5 separate regions of the Mus musculus genome follow, and regions 1, 2, 3 and 5 are each linked to region 4. A link is a contact called in public HiChIP or PLAC-seq and Micro-C data. All regions are on one chromosome and are shown on one strand. Each heading gives the region's core, a stretch centred on a gene start, on an enhancer-like site or on the middle of the called end of the contact. The rest is flanking DNA. Distances are from core to core; before and after follow the strand shown.

Region 1 (5,472 bases), core at 2,488-4,987, 200 kb after region 4:
AACTTGACAGCACTCAGGATGGACACCTGTCAAGTGCTGAATACCAATATCAATCCCACCTTGTTCCAGGACTCTGAGAGAAGAGAAGGCCGCCAGAGGCACTGTCATTGTTTGGGATGTGTGGGCAGCCAGGGGAACGGTCTCTTTTATTCTAGACCTTCCGTGTAGTTCATGGATGGGTGGTATGTGCATAGCAGCAACCTACTCAAGTTCAGTAGCCTGGTATCAGAGCAGAGTGAGGTGGACTAGACCTGAGGAGCACAATATATGATATCCTGGGGGCTTCATGAATGTGCACCTGGGTGAGGGGTTGTCAGGGTTGGATTAAGAACTGATGGCCATGGTTGGCTTTAGGGTAAGGCCTTGTTTCAAGAACAATGAAACAACCACAGCAAAACTAGAAGGAAAGAGAAGGGTCTGAGGGCTGACGAGGACTTGGACTGGGTGAATTGTCTGTGAAAGAACAGCAGAATTTAGGTAAGATTGTCTGCCTGTATCCAAGAGTGTGTCCCTGCTCCTAGATCCAACCTCTGTAGGCTTACATGCTATCACAGTAGAGAAAGTGAAGGTATGCAGGAGGATGTGCACACTGTCCATGGTCCTTCCATAAGGGATGCGAGCATCTCTACGTTTTCAGATGTGAAGCCAGGGAGAGTTGGCACCAGTTCCCCAGTGGTGCAGAGAGATGATGATGCATATATTTTATGTATCCTTCCATAATTTTCTTATGAATTCTGTTGATGCACAAACCCAGAATAGTTTTTATGAGGTCTAGAACTTACTCAGTTTGAGTGACTCCTTAAGGTAATCAAATTTAAAATATGAAATTAGCTACAAAGTGATAATTTTTTGTGAAAAGGAAAACATTTTTAAATTCGTCACATTTCCAAAAATATAAAATTTAAAATAGATAACCTCTCTACTAACTGTCTAATTCTATAGCTTTCTTCTATATTTTTTTGCTTCACATTTTTTTCCTCTCTTACTCTAGCATATTTTATGTAGGATTATTTTTAGAAAGACTAGGAAGATAACCTGTTCTTCCTGATAAGATGGTTCATCAAAGTCTGGCTTTCTTGTGCAGATGCTGTTGGGCTACATAAAACTCATAGCGTTACTACTATGTCCATACAAAATCCATATGCTAAGCCCTAATAAGTGATGGGAGACTCTCAGGAGACTCGGCTTTGGAATGGGGATTGGCTAATGAAGATGGAGCCCTTAGGGATGAAGTCTGTGGCTGTGTATTGGAGGCCTCAGAGAGAAACTAACCATACACGTGCCAAGAGTTGCCCTCACCAGACACTGAATCTGTCCTTATCATGTGTGTGTATCTCTCTCTCTGTGTGTGTGTGTGTGTGTGTGTGTGTGTGTATGTGTGTGTGTGAGTGTGAGTGAGTATGTGTGCATGCACACATGTAGAGTTTAGTTTGTAACTGGGTATTGTTTTCCCTTAGGGTCATCCACTTTGTCTTTAGAGACAGGGTCTCTCATTGGCTTACATCTCACTGTGGTCCACAAGCCCCAGGTTCTGGCTGTTTCTGCTCCTCCAAGCACTGGGATTATAAGAATGGGCCACTATGCCTGGCCTTTTATGTGGGCCCTGGAGACTAAACTCAGGCCCTTATACTTGTATGGTAAGCTCACTGCCAATTGAACTGTTTCCCTAGGCCCTCTTTTGGCATCTCGATTCTGCTTTCTCAACCCTGAGAACTGTGAGGAACTGATTTCTTCTCATTAGCCTTCTCGTCTAGCGTCTTATAGCGAGACAAATAATTTAGAAGCCTAAAGTACAGGAATTTTGATGGAATCTTTTATCCAACTTCACATCAAAAGCCATGAATGGAGAGGGTGGGACGGTCCCCTCACTGAGAGTACTGCTGACAAAGGCTTGTCTTGCTGCCGACTCGAATAAAGCCATGTAGTGATTTCTTACAACTTTCCCTGTCTGATTGCTAGAAAAGTCCCACAGAGCAGCATAGCTTTCTTCTCATTTCTCCTCATTTGCCACTTGCCACAAGCTGAGACCCTCTTGGGGCACAGTCTCACCTCGGAGGGCCAAGCAGTGTTCAGCCTTGCCTGGTCTCTGTGCGATAGAACTTCCCTCCCTGAGAACTACTGCCTTGGGCAAATTACCCCCTCACCCCCAAAGCCTTTTCTGCTTGAGCTAGAGAGGGCCAGACTTGACGGAATCCTGAGAATTAGAAAAGTGAAATTGCAGTAAGAGCAGGGTCTTCCCCCACGACTTCCTCCTACCCCAATCTCCCGCCCGACTCACAATTCCTTCTGATGAACTAATGACGTGCGTTTTCATCTTATGCCGGTTATATTTCTAAAAGCTCTCCCTGTCTTCATCTCTACTGGACTAATCCTCATAAAGAAGGTTCAAAAATCATCCCCCCCCAAGCCTCTCCTGATGGAAATCACCAGGTCCTCACTGTTTCCATGAATATTAATTAATATGTAATTATTTCATTGATTAATGTATTAGAAAATTACCTGAACAAACCAATAGATTTCCCAGATCCCCTGACCATTATAAAACAGTTGATCGATACTGCATTTATTAAGATAACCTTGTAAGCATTCTTTTTAGTAGACTGAGATTTTTTTTTTAACTTGGAGCCATATAATCTTTTGTTTGCAGGCAACAGGCCTAGCCCTACCTAATGTCTGAATATGAGATACTTGGTTCAGTCCTCAGAATGCTACAAGAGAGTATAATCTTCTCTATTTTAGCCAGCCCCCATTTGAGAAAATTGGCATTTACTTCTTGAGATGGAGCCCATCCTTGTTCAAGAGGACCATACCATCACGGAGGAATTTTAAGTGTTCTGCTAGCTACTGCTTGTACGGACACATGTTTATTTCCATAGTGCACCTGTTCCAATGATGGCGGACCTCTCTGCTCAAGCCAGCCTTAGTACTACCTAAGTGCAGTTCTTCTCCTCTGTTTTCAGAAGAGCAAAAATAGCCTGGATGTACTAATAGCTTATCAAGAGCCTCAGACTGTCCTGAGATTTTTTTTTTTAATGTGCACTATCTCATATTATCCACATAGCAGTTTAGTAAAATAGCCAGAAGAGAAAATTGAGGCATAGGGACACAAAGCCACTTGTTCAACCTTTTTAGGATACAGAACAATACTGAAGCCTAACAATCTAACTCTAGGGTCTGAATTCCTGCTTAATTCTTTAGGATGATCACTCTTTCTTGTGTGGTTCGTATGAGTTGAGTGCACACAGTTGAGTGCTCACAGATGAAATCAGGTCTTTGTAAAGACCCAAGGCTTCCATCGACTCTCTCTTATCAGCTGCTGTGAGGTGCGACCTTGCTGGGTTGTCTTCAACACCAGTTACCCAACGGCACTTCAATGAGAGAATATGGTAGAATATACTGTGCCGTAGAATTTTAAATCGATAAGGTCACCTATATGGCAAATATACTTATACATGTCCATTCATGTGTATGTAACATTCAGATGTACATATATATATATATATATATATATATATATATAGGAAGAAAATTAAAGAGCTTTCATTCACAAATCTATGTGACCAGATGCAAAAGCCTTCCTTGAACAGGGCAGGTTCCTGAGAAGATACAGGATGCTCTTCACTGCATGCTGCAAATCCTTTGGGAATTTGTGTATGTATGTACATGTGAGTATGCTACCACAAGATTAATTCTTTTTTTCTTGCTACTCATGGTACCAACCTCACAAATCTGTGATTCACAACAGGAATGTAGCCCGGAACTTCTGCTATGTAAGCAGCTGCAGCTGCTTCAAATACCACCGTACATGTGATCCAGGACTCGCTATAAATTTACCCCTAAAAATAAAGTAACAAGTGACCGAACAGCAATAAGAATTAATCACTGCAGCGCATGAATGGAATGTGCCAGGCTCTACCTCAAAAATCCCTTTATAAAAAGATTGTTATAATTAAAAACTCCAAAGAAATACCCGAGGATGCTGTGTTAGAGTAAATGTGCTGCAAATTCTGAGAGAAGAATTTTATTTTTTTAAAGGAGAGATATGATAGAATGGGAAAGAGCCTCTGTGACTTCTATATCATTGGAAAGAGGGTGGGATTATTGCATCACTGAGGAATGCATCCTACAAAGGAATTTCAATTGGGCTCAGGCTTGGTACTCTGGGAGGTTTTTTTTTTTTTTTTTTTTTTTTTTTTTTTTTTTTTTTAAGTCTGTGAGGATAGACAAGCCTTCTGGTTAAGCTGTTGGCCATGGAGGGAAATAAATTCATGTCTAAAATTTGCACCGCAACTTGTGGCAAAGATTAGCTTGGTGATTCAGAACTGTGAATAACCTTGAGAAAGTATCATGCATGTCATGCTTCCAAAAGTTGATGTCAACTATGAAATTTGGGGAAAAGCATAAATCCAATACAAAGGAAGAAGCAGGAAACCCAAAAGACCCACCCTCTTCCTATGTCTGTAAGACACACAGTCCAAATCCAATGGCCATTTCCCTGTAACAGTCTAACAGGCGCAAAAGAAGGAAATGAGGAAGGGCGAGAATGGAAGAGAGAGGGAGAGGGGAGGGAAGAGAGAAGAGAGAGAGAGAGAGAGAGAGAGAGAGAGAGAGAGAGAGAGAGAGAGAGAGAGAGAGAGGACAGAATGAAGACAAAAGAGAAAGAAGGAGAAAAGAAAGGAAGGGAGGGAGAAAAAACGGACTAGTTTAGAAAAAGTGTGTGTGTGTGTGTGTGTGTGTGTGTGTGTGTGTGTGTGTGTGTGTGTAATATTCACCAATCAACACTTCTAAAAGTTTCAAGCAGCTCTTTAAGGCTTTTATTTGGGAAGAGGAAGGGACGCACTGGGAGTAGGAGTGGAGAAAGAGTGGGTAATCGGAACGGAAGTATCATCAAAATAGGTTAAACACATGTATGAAGATGCCATAATGAAGTTCACTATTTCGTACAATTAATATACAATTTCTGAAAAAAGGAGAGCAAGGCCTCCCGATTCTGAGTTTGTCACAGGTAAAATGCTCAGGCCATCTGAAAGAAAATCTGATTGAAGATCAATTTTTGGACATGGGAAAAGCAAGAGGTGGGTTCTTCAAGCCACTCGAGGTACCGGAGATGAAAGGTTAAAGCCTTGACAATGGAAGGCTACATTAACAACCAAACAGCCCAGCCCAGCAACAGGGACTTGGAGAAATTAGTGGAGCAAATGTTAAATCCTGAGGAGCTGCAAAAAAAAAAAAAAAAAAAAAAAAAAAAAGAATTAATTTCAGCAGCCAGAGAGATTTCCTTTTCTCTGTATTCCAGAATTGATTGTTTTATAGATGGGAGTGCTAATGGCTGATTTCTATTCAGGTCTTTAAAACAAGCACACAAATTGCTTTGGGCTGCAAAGGGCAGAGATCAAAGCAGGTACATCCCTCAGACAGTTCCCATTGCTCTGCCCTAAGTGGGAGCTGCAACTTTTATTTTAAAACAAGGCA
Region 2 (5,063 bases), core at 2,125-4,624, 250 kb after region 4:
TCACCAAGGACACAGAACCAGATTGAACCCTATCCTTGCTAGAAAGAAGCCATCACAATGCTTTGTTATATGCTGGGAACTCAGAAAAGGAACAGACAGTAAGGAAAAACACCAGACTTGGGGTGATTTAACTCAGTGGTTCAAGTGCTTGCTGTGGAAGCATTGTGACATGAGTTTGACCCCTTCAAACCATGGAGATGTGAAAGGAGAAGACCAACTCCATGAAGTTATCATCTGAACTTTCTGAGGTATTCCACATCTACTATACCCCCAAGTCACATATACACTCCCAAACAACAACAACAACAACAACAACAACAACAACAACAACAACTGTAAATAACTGGAACATGTCAGTGATTTTCAAAGTCATATTCCTGTTTGAGCATTATAAATAGATAGGGTTTTCTGTCTTCAAGATTAAACTTACACTAAGAATAATCATTAAGAAAAATTGATTGCAGAGAATGTTAGCTATAGCTCAGAAGTCATTAGCTCATTGTTTTGATATTATACCAAAATAATGTTCAGTTTAGTTTCCAAAACATTCTTGTTAATAGAATAGATCAAGCTAAGAATAAGCTAAGTCTACAAATTTTCCATCAACTGATTTTCACAAATGAGTAAGGGACACATAGTGAAAGGGTGGCCTTTTTAAGAAAGATGCTGTTGAAACTAGTTATCTACTTGCAGAAGGATGAAAACCTCATATTTCACCACATACAAAAACCTACATAAAATGAATTCAAAATGTACATGTCAGGTCCAAAACTATTTGAAACTATCAGAAGAACATAGGAGTTATGGTTAGGAGCTTTTTAGATAAGATTGAAAACACACACAACAAAAATAAAAGTAGATAAGAGGGATTACATCGAATTCAAAGGCTCTTGTACAAGAAACAAAGCAAGAGGCTGAAGACATAATCTATAACACAGAGGGAAATATCTCTGTATCTTTCAAGAGATCAATAGCCAGAATAAATAAGGAACACAACCTATAACATCTACAACAATTATACAACAGAAACCAACATATTGAAAATGGTTTTAAAAAAATCCTCAAAACAAAATATCTTTATTCTATCAATTTGCATTGAGATTTAGCTTAAATATAATCCTAATATTTTATTATAACCAAGATAGTTTACAAAATTACTGTTTTGTGGTACTAGACATTTCTGACAACATATACTACATATAGTGTCTTAATGTAAGATGGCTTCCTCTTGTATTCCATATAAAAGTGATGATTTCCATTCATCTCCAAAAAAATACAAAAAGAATATCATCAACATACTTACATATTCCATATTTCCTTTTATTTTAAATCCCATGTTTACTATTAGTAATCATGGAAGCTCTGCTGTATACAAAGGATGCTGGGAGCTGTGGTCTCTGTGAAAATGACAGACTCTGGGTCTGTTGCCTTTGCACTCTCACAGGGTATAAATAGAGCCAGTTAGTATATGAGTTGAAAGACACACTCTGAGTTTGACGCTTTCATTCAAGTATCTTAATGTGCCTTGGACTGTGTGCAAGTTGACAAGGAGCCAAAGCACCAAAGCAAAAAGAATATAGTCTGTTGAAAAACCAGTTTCAAGTCAGAACCTCTTTAGTGGACTGACTTTTGAATATATTCACTTTCTCTCTTTCTTTCTTTCTTTCTTTCTTTCTTTCTTTCTTTCTTTCTTTCTTTCTTTCTTTCTTTCTTTCTTTCTTTCTTTCTTTCTTTCTTTCTTTCTTTCTTTCTTTCTTTCTTCCTTCCTTCCTTCCTTCCTTCCTTCCTTCTCTTCTTCTTCTTCTTCTTCTTCTTCTTCTTCTTCTTCTTCTTCTTCTTCTTCTTCTTCTTCTCCTCCTCCTCCTCCTTCTCCTCCTCCCCCCCCCTCCTCCTCCTCCTCCTCCTCCTCCTCCTCCTCCTTCTTCTTCTTCTTCTTCTTCTTTTTCTTCTTCTTCTTCTTCTTCTTCTTCTATCTCCACTGTGGTTCAGATGAATACCTTTGAATAAAACATTGAGGAAAAGATTATTCTAAAAATTCCAAAGCCATTTTCAGACACATGTAATCCAAGTACCTGGGAGGGAGAGTGAGGAGAATTGTAGTTGAATCCAGGCTGGGCTATAGAAAAAACACTTTACCTCAAATAAGACAAAACAAACAATTAATAAAATAGGGATCAGTTTCTGCCTGCTTCTGCTTCCACATGACATTGGACACCTTGCTATAAATTTTATTGCTATGGAAATTAATAGCAGAATGTCTTCAGGTCCTACTCTGATAGCTCTGAAAACTTGGAGCGTGGGGGCAGGAGTAGAGGCAGGGGACTGCAAACTACTTAGATGTTGGATCTCAATTGATTTTTTACAGCTCTTATATTTATGAAAAGGCTGAGGATTGGTGGCATATAAGGGAGAAGATGATTTTACTTGTCTGGAAAATGCAAACATCTGCCTCTTTTCTCTGAATACCTTCTGATTTATGTGCCTGTACGAACTTGATAGCTATAAAACCAACTAGCAATGTAATATATTGGAATTATATTCTCCCTTTGCTTTAGGGAGCTCCAGAACCTAGGAAGTGAGTAATGATATTGCATGGATAGATGAACTTAATTCTTTCATCATCGAATTTTGTTTGTGACTGCATGGTAACAACTGCAACAATAGAGACTAAGCACGCACTGCTCGGAGCGATTCTGTTTCTTGTTCGCTTCAGGAAGAAGCAGCTATGTTCCATAATTTAAAGAATGCTTCTGTCCTCGCTCAACATCACCATGACTCAGCAATTTAACCTTGTGCAGTGGAAGCAGAAGAAAAGTAGGACATTTGGATTCTGGCTTAGTGGGGTATGGGTGTGGGGCTCCCTAACCAAGTCAATTCCATCTTGAAACTCAATGTCCCATCTTTTGAGAGCTACATATCTGAAGAATGGGTCCTATCCTGAGCATTTGTCTTGACAGTAGTGAGTCTTAGAGAGCCTTCACTCCTTCTGTTCATCTGATATCGTCATCCTCTCTCCCCTAGGGAAAGAATGTCCCTTATTTGTCCACATGCAGGGACTTCAGTGACCTGTGTTGAAGCTTTGGAAAACTCTTCTTAGCATTTTGATCTATTTCCCTCATTCATCTCTAAGGCCAGTGTTTTGTAAGGCCTGTTGGTGACTGTAAGTTCCGTTCCCACTGGAGCGGCTGTTGTCTCTTCCATTATCTCTGCCTGTCATTCTTTCCCTGGTCTCTGCTTTCCCATTCTGAGGCGGCTACTCTGGACTTTCTTTAGTTAAGCTATAATTGAAATCTGATTTCATAAGCCCATTACTGTGGCCAGATGACAGAAGAGCCTCTCGAAGGGCACACTTAATACAGGAAGTGAGGTTAATGATTCAGTAGGCGAAACTTCCTTGTGACTCACAGTGCCACCTAATAAAATGCCTTGCTCACAACGGAGACTTAGTAAATGTTTGTGGACTGATTGCTAGACTGCCGATAAAGCCCGAGAATAAGGAAAATGTCATGTAGAAATCACCTCTTTCAGTCCAGCAAACAGGGGTGCTGGAAATAAACCGGCACATCTGAAATGGAATGTAAGGGACTTGGACGTAGAACTGTCCCATCAATGGCTGTACTTTATACCCTCTGTGTCTTCTTTGTACCGTCATCTTTATTTATCTCTGAGATTCAATCTCCTTATATAGTTCAGGCTGGCCAGAACTAACAGTCACCCCCCTGCCCCCATCAGCTTCCTGAGTATTGAGATTACAGACTTTTTTACTTTAAAAACTTTGTATCCTGTTACTACATAGACTTAGCTGCTGCACAAGACATCTCAGATGGCTCTTTGGGACGAGGCGCAGTTAAAAGGAGAGAAAAAATAAAAAAGAGTAAACATTAGGAAGACAATATAAAAGTGTAGATTCCTAACTGTGCCTTTGCCAAATGTTTACACCAAATACAACCTGGATTGCAAGGTGGGTTTCACGTGGTTGATTACCAATGGTGCTGTAACTGGTGACAACTCATTCAGTCTATGACAGAGCCCACTCTGCTCACATGTGGTAAGTTCAATTATGCAGGCCCTTAGGATAGCTCGTGCCTGAAGCTCATGGCCTTGAGTAGCTTAGCAGTGGATTTTGCATTCCTACAAACTTAGGGACATCATAAAAATGTATATATATGTATGCAGCCACATCATTTTGCATATATTTAAGCAAGCTTATGTAATATTTCTGAGATTTTTTGTTTGTTTGTTTTGGTTTTTGGTTTTTCATGATAGGGTTTCTTTGTGTAGTCCTAGTTGTCCTGGAACTCACTTTTGTAGACCAGGCTTGCCTTGAACTCAGAAATCTGCCTGCCTCTGCCTCCCAAGTGCTGGGATTAAACCTCCACCCAGTTTGTTTCTGAGATTCTTTGTTGACACTTCATGGAATCATGAAGAAAAACAAATAAAAAACCCGAGAATCTCTGGCTAAGAGACTCTGTGCACATCTATTCTAGTATAGTCATTTGTCTTACTTTGTTCAGGAGAGGAGACCATGGTGTTAAATCTTTAAATCTATTTTGCACAACATCAGAGAAGCATTTTTCTTTAAAAATAAGTTTAAAACACCACAAGTTTCATTCTGTCAACATAATTTCATGCTAGAACTTGTGATTTTTTTTCTCACTTTAGACATGACTCATAAAGTTAGACTTCTATCAATGTGTCACATGATGATAATTAAAGTAATTTCCAGTTCTAGAAATAAGAATTTTAGGAATCTCTAAGATGAGAATGACTCTATCCAGAGAAATAAACCAAGCCAGGAGGATCAGCTAGGTCCAGCCACCTGCCTTGGTAAATAGGATTGTACAAGAGTTCAGAGGCAGCCACTTGGTGTTCCTGGGGCTGGCTTTGTACTTCGTAGGCTGAATTGGACAATTGTGACAAAGGCTGTATAATAATAGCAAAACTCAAAATGTTCTCACCTAGATTTTAAGGAAAAGTATACTGACCTTTGTCCTACAGTGTTCCAACACACAAATTCTCAGCCTCAGCATCATTGGCATGATTGTTTGGATAGTCTTTCTTGC
Region 3 (5,169 bases), core at 878-3,377, 220 kb after region 4:
AGTTAGAACAGATTTTTTTTTTTTAAGTATCAACTGTTAGACTCAACTTGCAAATCAACAAACACCTCTTTTCTACCTTGACTCTTCCCCTGCCTTTATTCTGTCTCCCATCTAAGCTGTAATTTAGAAGTAAACATCTGTCACTGATAGAGCAGTTAGTAAAGTCTTAGATGGGTTTCAATGTTTCCATCGGTAAAGTAAGCAGATGCTAGCCTGTGATGGTCAAAGCCGTCTCTGTAGCAGCTAATGTCAATGATTGCTTGGAGTCTTGTTCTGTAATGCTACACAGCTGCGTGTAGAGGGAGGTTATATTGTGTAGTGGCCCTACCAGGGTAGCTTGAGAGGTATGGCCAAGCTTTACTTCATCCTTGAAATAAATCATTCCACTCCAGATGTTCTGATGCATTACCACAAGAGACTCAAGTTTAAATATTATTCTCTCCAGCATGGTCCTCGGACAGATAACACATTAAATCATTAAGAAGTCATGAGAATTGTTTTCATTTTCTCCGTGACAGGAAGATCCTGGAGAAATATGAACACTCTGAGGTGATGGGGAGAGGAGGCATGGCAGGAAGGGTGGCTGAACTGGGACTTCCAAGCCAGAAATAATGTTTCCAGTGTTGGCTTTGTTTATGGTCATGTGATCGGGCTCAACTTCAAGCGCCGGTCCTCAGTTTTCTGTCCGTCAGGTCTCGGTCTCTATCTCTGTAGGGCACTGTGAAGACTGATTTTGACCTTGTATAATTACCTACTGTCTAGAAGGTACTCACTAAACAGAGCATTACCTATTACTTCATAACTGTAGCCACAGCTAGATCTTGTGGTCATCTGTGTCGATCACCTGTTAGAAAACAAAGCTTGAGTAGAAGTTCTAGTATGCAGGGACAAGAAGACACACCCTCTCCCTTGAGGAGAGACTTCTGCTTTGTCATCATTTGTGGCACAGAGAGGCAAGGGTGCCAAGGAGTGTTTGTTTTCTGATCTTTACCTCATAATTGGTACATGTTTTGAAAGGTGCAGGTGGGAGAGGTATTGCTCAACAGCAAACTCCTGTTGAAAACTCATTTTATTTTCTCCCATTTGAGTACAAATCTTGGTGCCAGAGAGCATTGTTTTTTGCTGATTTGTTTTGGTTTTGTTAGAGAGTAGGCTCTCTCTCTCTTTTCCATTAGAAAAGTATCTTTTGATTGCTCCCACCATTTATTTTGTAGAAATAAGAGTCCATTGTTCCATCAGAAGAAAAGAAAAAAAAATTCCTACCACAATAACCATTTAAAACAAGAAGTAAGGAAAGTATTTTGGAAAAAAAGAATTCCTTTCCCATATTTCTCTTAAGCTGTGTATCTTGGAACGAGTTTTCCATTATAAGGACCTTGCCTTTTGTTTATTAAAAAAAAAAATTCTCTGGGAAGACAAAACCCACAGGATTTGGCTTTTTTTTTTCTTAGCAAATTTTCAAGCACAATGCAAAATTGTCATTAACAATCTCTGTTTGCTGTCCTTTCCAACTGAGAAATATTTCTTTAGATGTTACAAAGTACTTCAAACATACACGTGAAAGGGTTCTTTTTAAAGAGCCGACTTCCCTTTGGGAGGTTTAAAATCAGAGTTTTAAAGAGTGCTTTCTGAGCCGTCTCTGAACTTTAATCTCAAATAGCATCTTAGAACCTCCGTAGCAAAGGGTGGTTTGATCTGGCTTTCAGACGGTGTGAGAGAGGGGGTCAGGTCTGTCAGATGGTGCCCCAAACTTACGTTTTAATTACAACCTTCCTTCTGTTCACCACAGGAATTATTAGATTCTTCAGAAGACGTGTTCGTGAATGAAGGGGTATTTGTAGCAAAGGATACCTGTTAATATTTTTTTCCCTGTATTTTTCAGCTATGTTCCCATTTTCCCCTAAGTAAGTAGATAACGTGTTATAAGAGCTGGGAGTCTATGCTTGGTAATTTCCTATGGTCCCTCTGTAGCTACTCCATAAACACTTGTCTGTTAGTTTTATCTCTAGTGCACTATTTTTTTTTAAAGGAGTTGGAGGTTTTTCCTTTCGCTCCTCAGCTGAGCTCACAGGGAAGAAATTGTAAAAAGAAATACTGCCCTCCTCTTGTGCCACACCCTTTCCTACTGATTAGGAATCAACTGTTTGCAAAGGAAGCCAAGATGGCGGTGCTCACTGCAGAGGAGCGCAGCATGGGATGAACAGGTTGATCAGTTGTTCTCGGATTGGATCTGCAATTGCAACTTCATTACACCCTCGTTAGACTACAAGGCAGACTCGGCTTTTGAAAGCTTTGCACTTGTACTTTCCTTATGTATTTGTTAGAAGATGAGAACTACTTGTTTGATTCTATTCTGTTGTATCCTGTTGTATTCCACTTTGAAAACAGGACGAAAGCACACATGCTTTATCAAGGTTAACTTGCAGCCAGACAGCAGTGTTCTCTGATCCGGTTCACCATTTTACAGCCAAGGAGACTCAGAGAATCGCATGGGTCTCAAGGCCCAACAGCCAGTAGTGAGCACCACCAGAATGAGCTACTTGGTGTGAGTCCTCATCCAGTCCTTTCACACTGGTTATTTTTCATAAAAAGATGCAGAGACCAGAGTGTCCGCCCTCCCCCCCCATCCCCCGTCCCCCGCCCCTGCACACTGAGATTAGCTTTTCCTTTTGTATTGTGACCAATGTTGCTCCCTTCTTAGATGAAGGCATAGTGCAATGAAAGCGCTTCCCGGTTCCTACCTGCTTCTCAAGGGATTTAATGTGGAGAGGTAAAGATCTGAGTGAGGCACTTAGGCCCCTTAGCAGAAATTTCCCACATAAAGCTTGTTTTTGAGGCGAAGAGAGGGAAGACAGGACAATTATGGGGGGAAAAATCAAAGAACGAACATCTGCTGTTATGCTTGCTCCATCATACGCTTGTAAGCCCGGCTTTGTGCAGCACCTCACTCACAATTTTAAGGAGATACATAGGAACCAGGGCTGAAGAAACCAAATAGCACATGCCTGTTATTGTTCCCACCGTCACAGTTTGAAAGGTGTGGCAGGGGAGAGCGAGCGGGGAATCTCAGATGAATCACAATATTGATCTTTGGCACGCTCACCTGATTTCCCACCCAAAGATCTGAAATCACTTTACCCACACGAATTATGCCTCCCCACCAGGGCCAGCCCTTGGCATAGCCCAAGAGCCAGTGGACATTGACTTTGGCACCTCCAACCTCTCCTTTTCCCCTTGGATACCACTTTAAGATTTATCAAAGCTAGTTCAGTGACCATCTGCCAAAGAACACTTGCCATCCAAAGAGAACAAAGTAGATTCCTGGTTCCCCAAGTGGATCTACCGAGTCACATCGATCATGAGTGGAGCCCAGGGGTATACATATTTAGCAGCTCCTCCTACTTACTAAGACTCCATTAACCAAGCTTTGGAAACCCCAGAGCTAATAATGACCAATACAGCCTCCAGAGATTCGGGCTCTATTTGACAAATCTGTTCATTTGGAGGGTCACTAGGGACGTAGTTCATGTCAGGAACACACGGCACAGCACCAAGGTGAAAATGCATATTTTTTTTTCTCACACAATTTGCAATTTATGCTCCGGCAAGCATACTCATCAATGACCAACCAACTGCATGCGTAGAACTGAGTCCTACCGGAGTGCTGTCTAAGCTGTAGTTTTCCAGAGACAGACACAGAGCCAGCTGGCCGTAGGATAAGATAGAAACCTATGGCACTGAAGTTTATCCTATCCCACAGGTGCTCTGGATTCACAGTCTTCAGTGGTCTGGAGACATAGGATGTTTCTTTTGATATTAGTTTCAAGTGGCTTAGAGAACTAGTGCTTGATCCAGCGTGGGCGGGCACCATTGATTCCCAAAGACCTGACCAGCTCCAGAAGGCAGAGCAGAGTTGGGTCTGCTTTCCTTCAGCCTGACTGCAGGAGCAGGGAGAGTTGGGCTTGCCCTGCAGATGACACTATTAGTCCCTAGGTCCACACAGACTGGAATCTACTAAATCCTCTGATGCATAGGCCTTTTAATGACACCATTTGTTTCCAGTTTCCCAGAGGCCAAGATGGACTTCTGAGCTTCATGAGGGTTTGAAGCCAGCCTTAGAGTAAGTCTCTGGCTCCATGCATCTGGAATATATAAATACAGCAGTGAGATTTAGTGCAGGCAAGTTTGAGAATGGCTAGCTACTACCGGTATCTGTCCCATATAAAATAACATGGGTTCTCCCTACTTTAACTTCAGTATTTCTGGTGTCATTCCTACCACAGTTAGTTGCTCATTAGCTTAAAAAAATAGTATTTTATGTACGTGAAGCCAACATATGTATCAAAACCTACCTTTTCATTATATTAACAGAAAGAACTTAATATTTACAGTGCTCACTTATTCATTGAACAAATAATTATTTGACAGTTCATAAGGGCCAAGAGCTATCTATAAAAAATATTACATTGCCATACTATTACTGTAGTTTCTATGCTTGATCAGAAAATGACTGTCAAACACAGTTACTGTGTCATTCCAAATGCACATTGCTTAAAGCTAATCTGAATTTTGCGTTACTGGCTTAATTTTTTGAGACTGGAACTCACTATGTAACCCACTGAGACTCAGACCTGTGATCCTCCTGCCTCAGCATTCGGAGTGCTTGCACACCACAATCAGCTCCAAACTGATTTAGAATCTAAGCTGTCTGCACTCTTCCCCTCAGAGGTGACTGTAGTGGAGACCTAGCCATACAGCCAGGACTGGAGTAAAGGTTGGCTTAAAGTGATAGCATTTGACCTACAGAGGATGTGGAAGTAAATTTTATCTGACTCATTAGAGCATCACGAAACTACACCTGTCGTCAGCCTCTCTCCAAAGAATCTTCAGATTCAGCTGCTATGGGAACAGGCTGTCCGTTGCTTCTACAGCATTAAGAAGCACTTCGAACCATCCACACTGGTTCACAGAAGCCCTAAAAAGAATGGGGTGCCATTCTTATGCCGACTTACACCCAACCTTGGTGTTCGGTGAGTTGCTCATTGCTGAGTGACTCACATACACATTGAAACAAGCTCTGTCTTTCTCTTCAAACTGTCCAGTCTCAGGTAATTTGCAGGCCCCCAAGCATCAGATCCAAGTGGGCAGAGGCAATGTTTGTTTGTTTGT
Region 4 (5,380 bases), core at 2,534-5,033:
TCTACTTTTCTTTAAAAAAAAAAAAGTACTGCTAGTGTTTTCAAAGCTGGGTGGGTGAGCTGCGCTGTGTAAGTATCACAGAGAATGTACTGAAATCCAAAATTAAATAAAACGTATTTCTTGTGAACCAGGGGCAGGAGACAGTGCAACCAGGATATTAAATTGTTTTCTTAGGAATACATCGTTTGAAAGTATACAAAAATGAAATCGTTAAAGTATTGAAGTTACATATCTGTCAGCTCAAAAGAAACGAAGGAGTCCTCTGTTGTGTTTCTAAAGTTCTTGCATCAAAGTGATCGGCACGCTTTCTAGTCTCCTTAAGAACTTATTTACTGTGTTACTGTCTGAGTAACTTTTTAGAATGTGTGGCTTCGAGTTGGAATGAAAAACTTAAAAAAAAAAAAAGATTAAAGATACGAAGTGTTCTACGGGACAAATATCTTCTGGGTTTCCATTGATCCAAATTCCAACAGGGATACACACTGAATATAAAAGTCACTTTTAATTAAACAAGCTTACCCTCGGGCACTGTGTGCTCACTTACCACAAGTTCCTTTTGCTCTTTCTGGTATCTTCTCTTACAATCCAGTATCATTTGATAGGTCTGAGTATAGAAATGGAACATCCTGTGGATATTCTCCCAAACTGAGTGTGTTTTGGAGGACTTTTCTGTGTTCAACTGACCAGAGGTGTCTCTGCTGTCGTGTTTTCTTGAAGCACTGCCCTGCAGATTGCTCCTGGCTTTCATCGGCTCATTCAGAAACCATTTATCTATTTTTTTTTCCACTGTCTCTTGCAAGCCCCCGCCCCCGTAGCTGGATGCCGCCGGCTCAGCCCCCACACATTCAGTCTTATTTATTCCCGTAAAGATAGTGACACTTGGGGTTTATTCTAAGACTAAATCCTCTGCCCCGTGACTAAGGACCTAAGCATGCACACTGCCTCTATGCTTACCCTCCTAGCCAGCCTGACTACTCAACAATTTTCTTTCTTTTCCTCAGAATCAAACTCCCCCCCCCCCCACCGTTTTGGCACACTTCAGTTCAAACACAACTACTGCCAGGCCACTAATTGATTTCTGAAACCTGACATTTGTCTTTTGTTGTTGTTGTTTTTTGTTTTCTCCCATCTTCCCTAATGGTACAGGACTACTCAGCTGGGAGGAATGCAAAGAACTAGAAAGTTCAAAGTCATTGAGGCTCTGTCCATTCACACTGGCTGGCTGCACGCCAGAGTAGAACCTGGAAAAATCTGAAAAATATTTATCGAGTTTTAACCCTTTTTTGGAAGTCGTGTGGACACGTTGTCAACAGCGGTGTTTGTCTTGGTTAAACATGGTCTCTGTGTGCTTAGGACAGCAATGGTACACACCTCAGAAAGAGGATTGCAGCCCAGCTTCCCTACGATCACACACAGCTCAGCTGGTTGTTTTCTGTCAGTCTGAGGAGCTTCAGAGAAACTATTACTTACTTAAAAGCAGTGGCCCCATTGCCCCATCTCTATGCCAGAAATTACATGTAAATAAATGCCGCCACCCCCAGCAAAAAGTAGATATTCAAGTATTTTTAAAACTGGAAATGGATCAGCTATGTGAACCAGGCCCAGGCAGGTTCACATACACATTCTTTAAAAGATAGGAAAATAATAAAAGAGTGACAAGGTAATAAAAATACGTTCTTCAGTGTTTGTCACGCAGCTTGGTGGGGTCTCAATTGGCTGCAGTGAAATGTTTGTAAGAGAAGCATATTGAAAAGCTATTGTGTAAGTTAGAAAGATTTCCATTAAAATAAACGGGTCTTATTGCAGTAAAATGGCATGCCCCACTGACGCTCTGGTTTAGAGAGGCTTAAAAGCCAATCAGAATAAAGAGAAATTCAAAGAGTTAAAGGAAGGAACCATCCTGTTAAGAGCTATCAACACTCCACACTTGGTTTGGTTATACTATCAGCATTAAGTACCCAGAGGTCTTCTAAAAAAATGACCCCTTTTTAAAAAGTTAAAATCTGACAACAATTCTATGACCCGTCTCAGAGTTATTTGAGCACGTGATTGGCTTTAATAACAGAGAAAAATGAGGCCAAGTTTTTAAAGATGAAGGTTGGCAACATGGGGTTGTCGACGTAAAACGTCAGTACACACACACTTATTAAATAACACCCTGGTATCATGAAAGTTGTCATCACCCATCCTCTGAAAGTGGCAACCACAACTGTAAAGATGGATCATTGCTGACAGGAAGGAAAAGGGAGAAAAGAAACTGAGTTCACAATATGATTTTATCTTTGCTACAATAAATAAATAAATAAATAAATAAATAAATAAATAAATAAATAAATAAACGACACGTGAGACTTTGGAAATTTCATTGGAAATGAGACTTATACCTGTGATACACTCTTTCAGGTGCACTTTTTTTTTTTCCTAAGAACTTTTTAAAAAGATGCTTCACTGTAAAGGAGCGAGTGTGCTCTAGGTAGGTATTATAGTATAGTGTGCTGCCAACAGACGTAAATAGATAGCAATATTACAGGCGTCTTTTTAAGTCGCAGTTTATTGTTTCAGCTTCTCAATAAGCCAGATAAAATCATAGACAAGAACATTGAGGATTAAGGAAAGGCGTTTCCTTTGGTGTGATTACTGGCAAAAATTAAGAACAAAACCAAACCAAACCACTCACCTTCCATTAAAACAACGCAGTAAAAAGGTAGTAATATAGTTGACTGTTGCTTTCCTACCAGTTTGGATACCCAGTTTTCAGGGCTGTTGAATGTCTGTGAATGTTTGTGCCTTCTTTGGTTCCCGTTTCGTAGGAAAAGGTGACACTGTATTAGGTAGATGGGACCCATACTTCTGAATATATTAAAACTCCATTCCCCGCCCCTCCGAACACTACAGTGCTAGCAAAAATAAGCCAAAGATGTAATGTCTATTTAAATACCCGGTTGAGCTGGCTGTTAGTTCTCAAATTAGATTCCATGCTCGGGCTAGAATCAACATGGTTTAAATATTAAAAACTTCATAATTCATATGGCCCACCCCACCTTTTCCCCACATTCGGCGAAGGAGAGTAGACATGTCTGTGAAAACTTGTAGCTCCTTAAATACTGTAGGGGAAAATGTGCCCAGGTTGGTATGCAAGGACTTGAAAAAAAATGCTTGACATTTACAGATTTTATTCAGGCCACAAGGAATCTGCGAAAAGATAGATAGATCTACGGCTGAAAACACAGAAAGGAGGGCTGTTTTACGTTTGTTTTCGCACCGCCCCTTGTTTTCCTCTAAAGTACATTTTGTATACTTAAAAAAAAAAATACACTCATTGGTTAAGACTGGAAACCTCAGCTCCCCCCACCTAGCTGCCTTCTGTCTTCGGTTTTCGAGTTTCAGGTCCTTGCACAACACCTAAGACGTGCAATACTTTTTTTTCGCCCTAATCCTGGCAGAGAACAGTTCGGAGAGATCTCCCTCCGCGTCTCCACCCTGATTTCCCCCTCTTCCTAGATTCCACCCGCTCCTCTCCTTCCCTCCGCCCGCCCCGTGCTCCGCCGGCCCAATCTGTCAGAGAAGTTGTGTACAAACTGCGCCGCAGCCCTGCGCGCGAAGCTCCTGGCCCGCGAGGGGTGCGGTCGGCCCGTCGGAGGCGGGACCTCGTGGGCCTTCTTTCCTACTGGCTACCCTCTGGCCCTGGGGCCTTGCCATTGGCCACAACGCTGCCAGTCCGGTGAGCTGGCCCTGCCTCCCCGGAGTTGGGTGAAATAGAGGCGGGCGTCAAGTGTCAGTAGTCGCGGGGCAGGTACGCGCTCTCTTAGGTTGCTGGTGGAGCTTGGGGGTGGCGGGAGCGGGTTCCGGCGAGAGGGTGAGCGAGCGCTGGGGCGGGGCGGGAGAAAGTGGCTGCCCGAGGACCTCGGCGGTGACGCGTGGCCGAGCCCAGGAGCCCCGATCTCCGTGCCCGCCTTCGTGAGCGTCTGGCTGCCGGCCCAGGGGTCCCCCGCCGCGGCCCCCCGCCGAGTCCGCCGTCCCGTGCCAGCCCGAGCGAGGTGGGATCGCGATCGCTCCGTGTCCCGCTCCCGTAATCCCCAGACCGTCCATGCCCACGCGGGTGCTGACCATGAGCGCCCGCCTGGGACCACTGCCCCAGCCGCCGGCCGCGCAGGACGAGCCCGTGTTCGCGCAGCTCAAGCCGGTGCTGGGCGCTGCGAACCCGGCCCGCGACGCGGCGCTCTTCTCCGGAGACGATCTGAAACACGCGCACCACCACCCGCCTGCGCCGCCGCCAGCCGCTGGCCCGCGACTGCCCTCGGAGGAGCTGGTCCAGGTAAGCAGAGCGGCCGGCCTCCCTTCCCCGGCTCGGGCGTGTCCCGCCGCTACGAGGCGCGGGCGACAGGGGCCGCTCCAGACTGGGACGCGCGGGAACGGGTGCCCGGGTGGACAGCCCCGCCCTGCGCTCCCAGACGGGGCGCCGGGGAGTGGATGGGGGAGCAGGGCGGGGGCCCACCCGGATCTGTCCAGAGGAGCTAAAGAGAGCCGCGCGCTCGCGTGCACCTTCTCTTTGCTTGCGTGGGGATGAAAGCTTGTGCCCACGCTCAACTTGGCTTAAAATGCTTCTTGACCGCTCTCTCCCGATGGCCCTGGCCTTGGAAGTCCACCTGCCTGCGTCCTCTGGGGTGAAATAGAAATGCAAATTGGAGTACTGGGGTTTCATATACCCCCGTGGAGGCTCACCCTAGAATGTATTGTAGGGCCCCGTTTGGAAAACTAGAATCTTAAGGTTGTATTGGAACACCGCTTTTCCCTTAAAAAGAAACACGGACAAAAAAGGCCAGGGGTGTTGTTTTTCTTAGTGTGCGCGTAAATTTCCTCTCGGAGTCGCGTTGAAAGCTGGCAGTTGGCTTTTACACTTGCCCAGCAGCCGAATTAGAGCAAGCGCCTGTTTCTTTCGCCCACGCACGGGAGTCATATAGCCTAGAAAAAACTTCCCGGGACTTTTAGCTAGTCCCAAGGAAAAAAAAAATTGGAAACAGACCCACATGCAAACAGCTGGAAGAGCTAAAATCAGAAACCACTAACCGCCACGGGAGCGCAGTGCACGAAAGGGTTTAAGATCGGTTTATTTCAAGACGCTTAGTTTAATAGCCTCTTGCTGTATTGTGTATTTGCACTGAGCGCCTATTTCTTGGGGTCTGCCAGTGTCGTGGTGCTTTGAGAAGACAGTGGCATTTTGTCAGATGTGACTCACATGGCTACAGCATGAATCTTTATTTTTAAGTCCTGCATATCCGGGAAATCCCGTCCGTCCTCGTCCACATCCAGATCTTGATGATCTGAGGTCCGAGGTGACATTTCTTTGGAAAATTAAAAGCAAAATATACGACTCCTATTC
Region 5 (5,343 bases), core at 2,812-5,311, 150 kb after region 4:
ATCCTTCTGGCATATACAATAGTGGCTGGGTTTGGTGGCTGATTATGGGATGGATCCCTGGGTGGGGTAGTCTCTGGATAGTCCATCCTTTCTTCTTAGCTCCAAACTTTGTCTCTGTAACTCCTTTCATGGGTATTTTGTTCCCTATTCTAAGGCGGAACGAAGTATCCACCCATTGGTCTTCCCTCTTCTTGATTTTCTTGTGTTTTGCAAATTGTATCTTGGATGTTCTATGTTTCTGGGCTAATATCCACTTATCAGTGAGTACATATCATGTGAGTTCTTTTGTGATTGGGTTGCCTCACTAAGGATGATATCCTCCAGATACATCCATTTGTCCAAGAATTCCATAAATCCATTGTTTTAAATAGCTATTTACACAATAGCTCCATTGTGTAAATGTACCACATTTTCTGTATCCATTCTTCTGTTGAGGGGCATCTGGGTTCCTTCCAGCTTCTGGCTATTATATTATAAATAAGGCTGCTATGAACATAGTGGAGCATGTGTCCTTATCACCACTGGAACTTCTTCTGGGTATTGCTGGATCTTCTGGTAGTGCTATGTCCAATTTTCTGAAGAACCTCCAGACTGACTTCCAGAGTGGTTGTACAAGCTTACAATCTCACCAGCAGTGGAGGAGTGTTCCTCTTTCTCCACATCTACTTGAGTCTTTCATGTACTGGTTCCTACTTGTACCAAGGTTGAGGCATAAAGAAGGAGCAGGACCCACTAATCTCCGTTATGGATATTACCTTCCATTGTGTGTACAGTAGAGAGTAAGGGAGGGAAACAAACAGCTAACAGAGGAGCAGGTAGGCTAAGTTATCTGTATATTTTCCTAGACAGTGTTTCTCTGGGTAGCCCTGGCTATCCTGGAACTCATTCTGTAGATCAGGCTGGCCTCAAATTAGTTGGTTTGGTGGATCTAAAGCTTCATCTAGCCACTAGTCAAAACAGCTGGAGAAGTGGCTCTAATGGCTGAGCACTTGCTGGTTACATGGGAGCCTTGGGTTCCATATCTAGCACCACAAACACAAAACAAAAATTGACTGAGGACAGGGTTCCCAATGAAGGAGCTAGAGAAAGAACCCAAGGAGTTGAAGGAATTTGCAACCCATAGGAAGAACAACAATATGAACTAACCAGTAACCCCAGAGCTCCCTGGGACTAAACCACCAACCAAAGACTACACATGCAGGGACCCATGACTCCTGCCTTATATGTAGCAGAGGATGGCCTAGTCAGTCATCAATGGGAGGAGAGGCCCTTGATCCTGTGAAGGCTCTATGCCCCAGTGTTCGGGAATGTCAGGACCAAGAAGTGGGAGTGGATGGGTTGGGGAGTAGAGGAAGCAGGGAGGGGATTGGGGGAGAAGGTTTTCAGAGAGGAAACCAGGAAAGGGAATAACATTTGAAATGCAAATAAAGAAAATATCTAATAAAAAAGTGAATAAAGATAAATATATAAAGGCAATAAAAAAAATCAGATCTAGATAGGGGAAGGAGGAGACAGAGGCAGATGCAGGTACAGGCTACCAGTGGAATTCAGGGGACACACAGGATGGGAGGCAGGAGATCAGCTCTGCTCCGTGTCAGGATCAGGTAAGGCCTAGGCTCTGTCACTGGCTGCACCACACTGAGAGTCACAGCTACTCCACCCAGCCCCGGAGCCACAAGACAGTCCACATTCACGTGCTCCCCACTTAACCACAGAGCACAGAAACAGATGAAACCTGTGCCGTGAAAAAGGGCCAGCCCTGGCTTTGAACAAAGAGCTTTTAAAACAAAACCACAAAGGGAGTGAGTCACCACTCTCTCAACCTTTCTTCTCCTGTGTGGCTTTAAGCCTCTTGTTTGTTTGGGGGTCTGACCTTGATCTCATCGTTTGTATCTATTTGTTCAAATGAACCCAGAATTCCTTAAAATACCAAACTAATTTCTTTATTTCAGGTTTCCACATTAGGCACATGTACGTTGCCAACCCCCGGACGACTCACAGTTTCTCAGAACATGCCTGGGTAATTTTTCTTAGTGGCTTTTCCATGATAAGATTTGGAGTTTTGAATAAAAAACTTTGTGGGAGGGGTTGTATAGAGAAAAGAAAACAACCCTACAACAATGAAGTGTTTCTATTGAAGTGTTTTGAACATAGAATCTGAAAAAGGGGTGACTAACATGACTGGCTAGGAGCTTAGGATAGAATTGTGTCTTCTGAAAATGTCTAGGCCACTTGGTTAATTTGTTGATTTATTCATTTTTCCAGTTCTTTACCGACAGTGGTATATGTTGGTACTTCACTATATTGTCAATATGTGACATTTATTTAATCAGGAACTGACTCTCTAGTTCAGGCTTGGTTTGTGGGCAAGACTGTTTCCCCGGTGTTCATTGATATGGTGGCAGTGGTCAAGGAAAGTGAAATTCTGAGCCTTACTTTAACAGAGGCTGAGAGAAGATGACTCTGCCTCCTTATTTGGAGTCCAGGAAGTGGTTTAGGGTTGAGATCCAAAAAAAAAATTAAGTTTGTTTGATGTTACCAGCAGTGACCTGCCTTGATGTGGTGTCCTCAGATGCAACTCGAACCAAGAATTGTGACATCTGAAAGTGGTGGGAGAGTTTGAGGAACGTGATCAGTCGGAACATGTTACCTGAAATTTCAGCCTCTGAGGTCACCATTCCCAGGATGAAGGGCTGGCCTCTCGCTGCCTGTGCTTATCCTGTTTGGAGACCATGGAATTATGTGCAGTTCATGTACTACTTGAAGTAGCAGTTTCAGGCTTCTTCTTGAGCTGGGAAGTCTCTTTGCTCTTTCTCTCTCTCAAGATTTACTTTTTTTTTTCTATGAATACACTGTAGCTGTCTTGGAGGGCATCAGATCCCATAACAGATGGTTGTGAGTCACCATGTGGTTCCTGGGAATTGAACTCAGGACCTCTGAATGCTGGGAATTGAACTCAGGACCTCTGGAAGAGCAGTCAGTACTCTTAACCACTGAGCCATCTCTCCCGCCCCCTGCTTGGTATCTTATTTCTTCACTTCATACAGACAGCAACTTTGTTCTACCTACTCCTTGAGTGACTCCTGTAAAAACAACCTGAGGGATGGATGTCAGGCCCATCTGAGGTTCTGACTCCAGCGGTCAATGTGGTCCAGAGAGTGTATTTGGAAACTGTATGGTTTTTCATAAGCTCTTATCACAAAGAACTTATCATTTCTAGAATAGGACCCAAGGCTGTCTATATAGTGAGTCTTTTGTTGGTAATGATTGTTTTTAATCTGAATTTATCTTAATGAAGACTGAAGCTGAATATCTAAGAGGCTTTGCTGACTGTTTCTGCTTGTTTAAACAATTGTTTTAAAAATATGACAACTCTGGAAAAAGGAAAAAAATCGTATTTTAGTCATTTCATTTAATTTGCAGTTCATGTGGCAGGAAGGCCAACACAGAAATGCCAGAGGGTTGCTTTCGTTGAGGCCTCTTTCCTGGGTTGTAAGGTGTCCTCTCTTCAAGTGGCCACCCCTTCTGTCCACATAGACTCCTAGTACCATCTCTATCTACATTTTCTCCTTATATGGACCCCAGTCTGGTTAGACTAGAGCCCACTCTACTACCTCATCTTAATAGGCTCAACTGTTTAAATGGCCATATCTTCTAACAGTCACATTCTGTGGAATTAGAGCTGAGGACTTTGCACATGAGTTTAGGGAAAGCATAATATCATAGCCAGCCGATAGCACCATATAATGCTGTGGCTATAAACTTAAGGGCAGTGTCCCGATAACCGCAACTCTCCACTTGATTGGCCAGACAAAGCTATGTTTTCTGAGCCAGCATTTCTCAGCTTTTCCGTCTGAATTGTAATAGTTCTTAGCTGTCTACTCTTTCTCCAAGGCTGTCTCCTACTGCACTGCTGCATGGATTACCGCTCACCAGGCCATTTTCTAATCTGCGATCTACTTCTCTGTCTTCAGTGATTTCAAATGTGTCAGAAACCAGCCCATGACCTCTGGGAGCCTTCCACCAGATTACTCATAGTAGAATCCGACTGAGCTGGCTGACCTTGGTCAGCATACTCTTGTTAACCTTGCTTCTCTGGTTCCTCACAACAGTTACGCTCTAGACGTTTCAGTGGGACTATGGCGTCATAGTTTAGATTTTCCCCATTCCCTGCTTCTCTGGGTCTCGTCATTAAGCTGAGAAGCATCCCCCCTTTGATGTCTGGGTCTCCACGTCCTTTCTTCTACTTCCGGCCACCCAGCTTTGGTTGGGTCTTATTAATTCTCCCTTGAGTATTGTTATAGCTTTGTGGTTAGAATCTTTTCTTTCAGACTGTTTATTGTTGCTAGAATGATCTTTCTCAAGTGTAATTATAATGAAAATCATCAAGTGTTTTTAATAGGTCAGAGGCCCAAACAGATGACCAGGGTCCTACTGCAAGGGAGCTAAGCAGGAAAGGGTCTACTTGTCTCTTCCAGCTTGCCCCAGGCTCTCCCCAAGTGTTCACAGGCATCTTTCATTTCATTCCAGGGCCCCTTATTATTCTTCCAGCCAGACAACAAATGTGAACACTGTTAAAACTTCCAGCATATGGGTAAGAGTTTCCATACGTTGTATACTTGGTCCTTCCTTCCTAATTCCATTGTGAATATTTTTGTTTCATCAAAAAAAAAAAATTACCTGCTGCCACCAACTGGACTCAGTCAGTCCCTCAACCCATGGGAGAATCAAGGTCTCGGTACACAACATTCAGTGATAGAATAGGAACATAATGGCCATACAGAAAAAAAGGTAGAGATTGAAGATCCTAGGGGATAGCATCTTTTGAATCATGTTGGATCAACATGATGGTTCCGTTCTAGGCAACAGAGTAGTTGCCATAGTTACTGCCCCTCTGTGTCCTGGATATTGTCCTCTGGGATGCTCATCTGTGACTTTTTCAAAGGATGGCTAAAGAGTCTCCTTTTATTGGGGGACAGAATTTCTACCTCACTTCTTTCGGTGTGAGTTTGAGGAACTGGATCGTTTTCAGGATTGGCCCATCACCATGGAACCTTGTGCTTCCTTGGCAATATGCTCCCCCGAGAAGCTTAGGGTATTTCCAGTGTACTGACTGTTGTTCCATTCTATCTGTGAATAGCTATGACCAAAGGATCTTATCTTCAAATAACCTTTGGGCTGGGAATCTGGTTTCTCATGGACAAGCCTCTGCACCCTGCCAGCACCTTCCCCCAAAGAACATGAGACCATTTCAATACACACTGGTAAAGAACTGCAGCTGCCATTACTAGAAGGCTCCTAGAGAGAGTGATACTTCCGAGAGGGAAGGAACCACGTCTCATC

What was found. HiChIP or PLAC-seq counts read pairs in DNA pulled down with a chosen protein or histone mark. A called contact is a pair of places that touch in the nucleus more often than the background predicts.
Region 1: a Micro-C map of muscle stem cells shows a contact between it and region 4, with 8 times the contacts expected there. The contact joins the enhancer-like site here to the promoter of Klf5 in region 4. A contact is called at or near these places in 2 of 39 promoter capture datasets (both in the 3T3-L1 cell line), 1 of 15 datasets of contacts at CTCF or cohesin (the NIH/3T3 cell line), 5 of 484 Hi-C or Micro-C datasets (the C2C12 cell line, the N1E-115 cell line, embryonic fibroblasts and 2 more), 6 of 115 datasets of contacts at active chromatin or transcription factors (cardiomyocytes, embryonic stem cells, forebrain and 3 more) and 2 of 9 other capture datasets (liver and pancreatic islet).
Region 2: an HNF4G HiChIP or PLAC-seq map of pancreatic cancer cells shows a contact between it and region 4. The contact joins the enhancer-like site here to the promoter of Klf5 in region 4. A contact is called at or near these places in 6 of 39 promoter capture datasets (the 3T3-L1 cell line, 3T3-L1-derived adipocytes, the SN4741 cell line and 3 more), 6 of 484 Hi-C or Micro-C datasets (the C2C12 cell line, the N1E-115 cell line, embryonic fibroblasts and 2 more), 10 of 115 datasets of contacts at active chromatin or transcription factors (the NIH/3T3 cell line, SST interneurons, acute myeloid leukemia and 5 more) and 2 of 9 other capture datasets (adipose tissue and liver).
Region 3: an H3K4me3 HiChIP or PLAC-seq map of embryonic stem cells shows a contact between it and region 4, with 3 times the contacts expected there. The contact joins the enhancer-like site here to the promoter of Klf5 in region 4. A contact is called at or near these places in 5 of 39 promoter capture datasets (3T3-L1-derived adipocytes, embryonic stem cells and hippocampal neurons), 1 of 15 datasets of contacts at CTCF or cohesin (the NIH/3T3 cell line), 8 of 484 Hi-C or Micro-C datasets (the C2C12 cell line, cortical neurons, embryonic fibroblasts and 3 more), 18 of 115 datasets of contacts at active chromatin or transcription factors (PVALB interneurons, a colorectal cancer cell line, embryonic limb bud and 6 more) and 1 of 9 other capture datasets (embryonic stem cells).
Region 5: a contact with region 4 is called in a CTCF HiChIP or PLAC-seq map of the NIH/3T3 cell line, with 9 read pairs. The contact joins the enhancer-like site here to the promoter of Klf5 in region 4. A contact is called at or near these places in 1 of 15 datasets of contacts at CTCF or cohesin (the NIH/3T3 cell line), 5 of 484 Hi-C or Micro-C datasets (the C2C12 cell line, epidermal suprabasal cells, myeloid progenitors and 2 more) and 6 of 115 datasets of contacts at active chromatin or transcription factors (embryonic stem cells, intestinal villus epithelium, neural progenitor cells and 1 more).

Annotation. Positions count from the first base shown.
Region 1 is chr14:99,495,939-99,501,410 of GRCm38.p6, forward strand. No RefSeq gene overlaps it. Among named protein-coding and RNA genes, the nearest start is that of Gm41230, 23 kb to the right of the region's middle. Within about 2 kb of position 3,738, at least 16 of the 459 cell types and tissues checked have an H3K27ac peak or open chromatin away from gene starts, as enhancers often do. A contact at or near this core is called in the C2C12 cell line, embryonic fibroblasts, muscle stem cells and 1 more, where this site is marked.
Region 2 is chr14:99,545,382-99,550,444 of GRCm38.p6, forward strand. The region is part of intron 1 of Gm41230 (predicted gene, 41230); the gene reads left to right. Among named protein-coding and RNA genes, the nearest start is that of Gm41230, 26 kb to the left of the region's middle. Within about 2 kb of position 3,375, at least 72 of the 459 cell types and tissues checked have an H3K27ac peak or open chromatin away from gene starts, as enhancers often do. A contact at or near this core is called in the C2C12 cell line, the N1E-115 cell line, the NIH/3T3 cell line and 5 more, where this site is marked.
Region 3 is chr14:99,514,749-99,519,917 of GRCm38.p6, forward strand. No RefSeq gene overlaps it. Among named protein-coding and RNA genes, the nearest start is that of Gm41230, 4.5 kb to the right of the region's middle. Within about 2 kb of position 2,128, at least 7 of the 459 cell types and tissues checked have an H3K27ac peak or open chromatin away from gene starts, as enhancers often do. A contact at or near this core is called in embryonic stem cells, where this site is marked.
Region 4 is chr14:99,294,908-99,300,287 of GRCm38.p6, forward strand. Klf5 (Kruppel-like factor 5) reads left to right here and starts at 3,784. Exons shown (of 4, transcript NM_009769.4): 1 at 3,784-4,315. The coding sequence starts at 4,088.
Region 5 is chr14:99,447,565-99,452,907 of GRCm38.p6, forward strand. No RefSeq gene overlaps it. Among named protein-coding and RNA genes, the nearest start is that of Gm41230, 72 kb to the right of the region's middle. Within about 2 kb of position 4,062, at least 33 of the 459 cell types and tissues checked have an H3K27ac peak or open chromatin away from gene starts, as enhancers often do. A contact at or near this core is called in the C2C12 cell line, the NIH/3T3 cell line and intestinal villus epithelium, where this site is marked.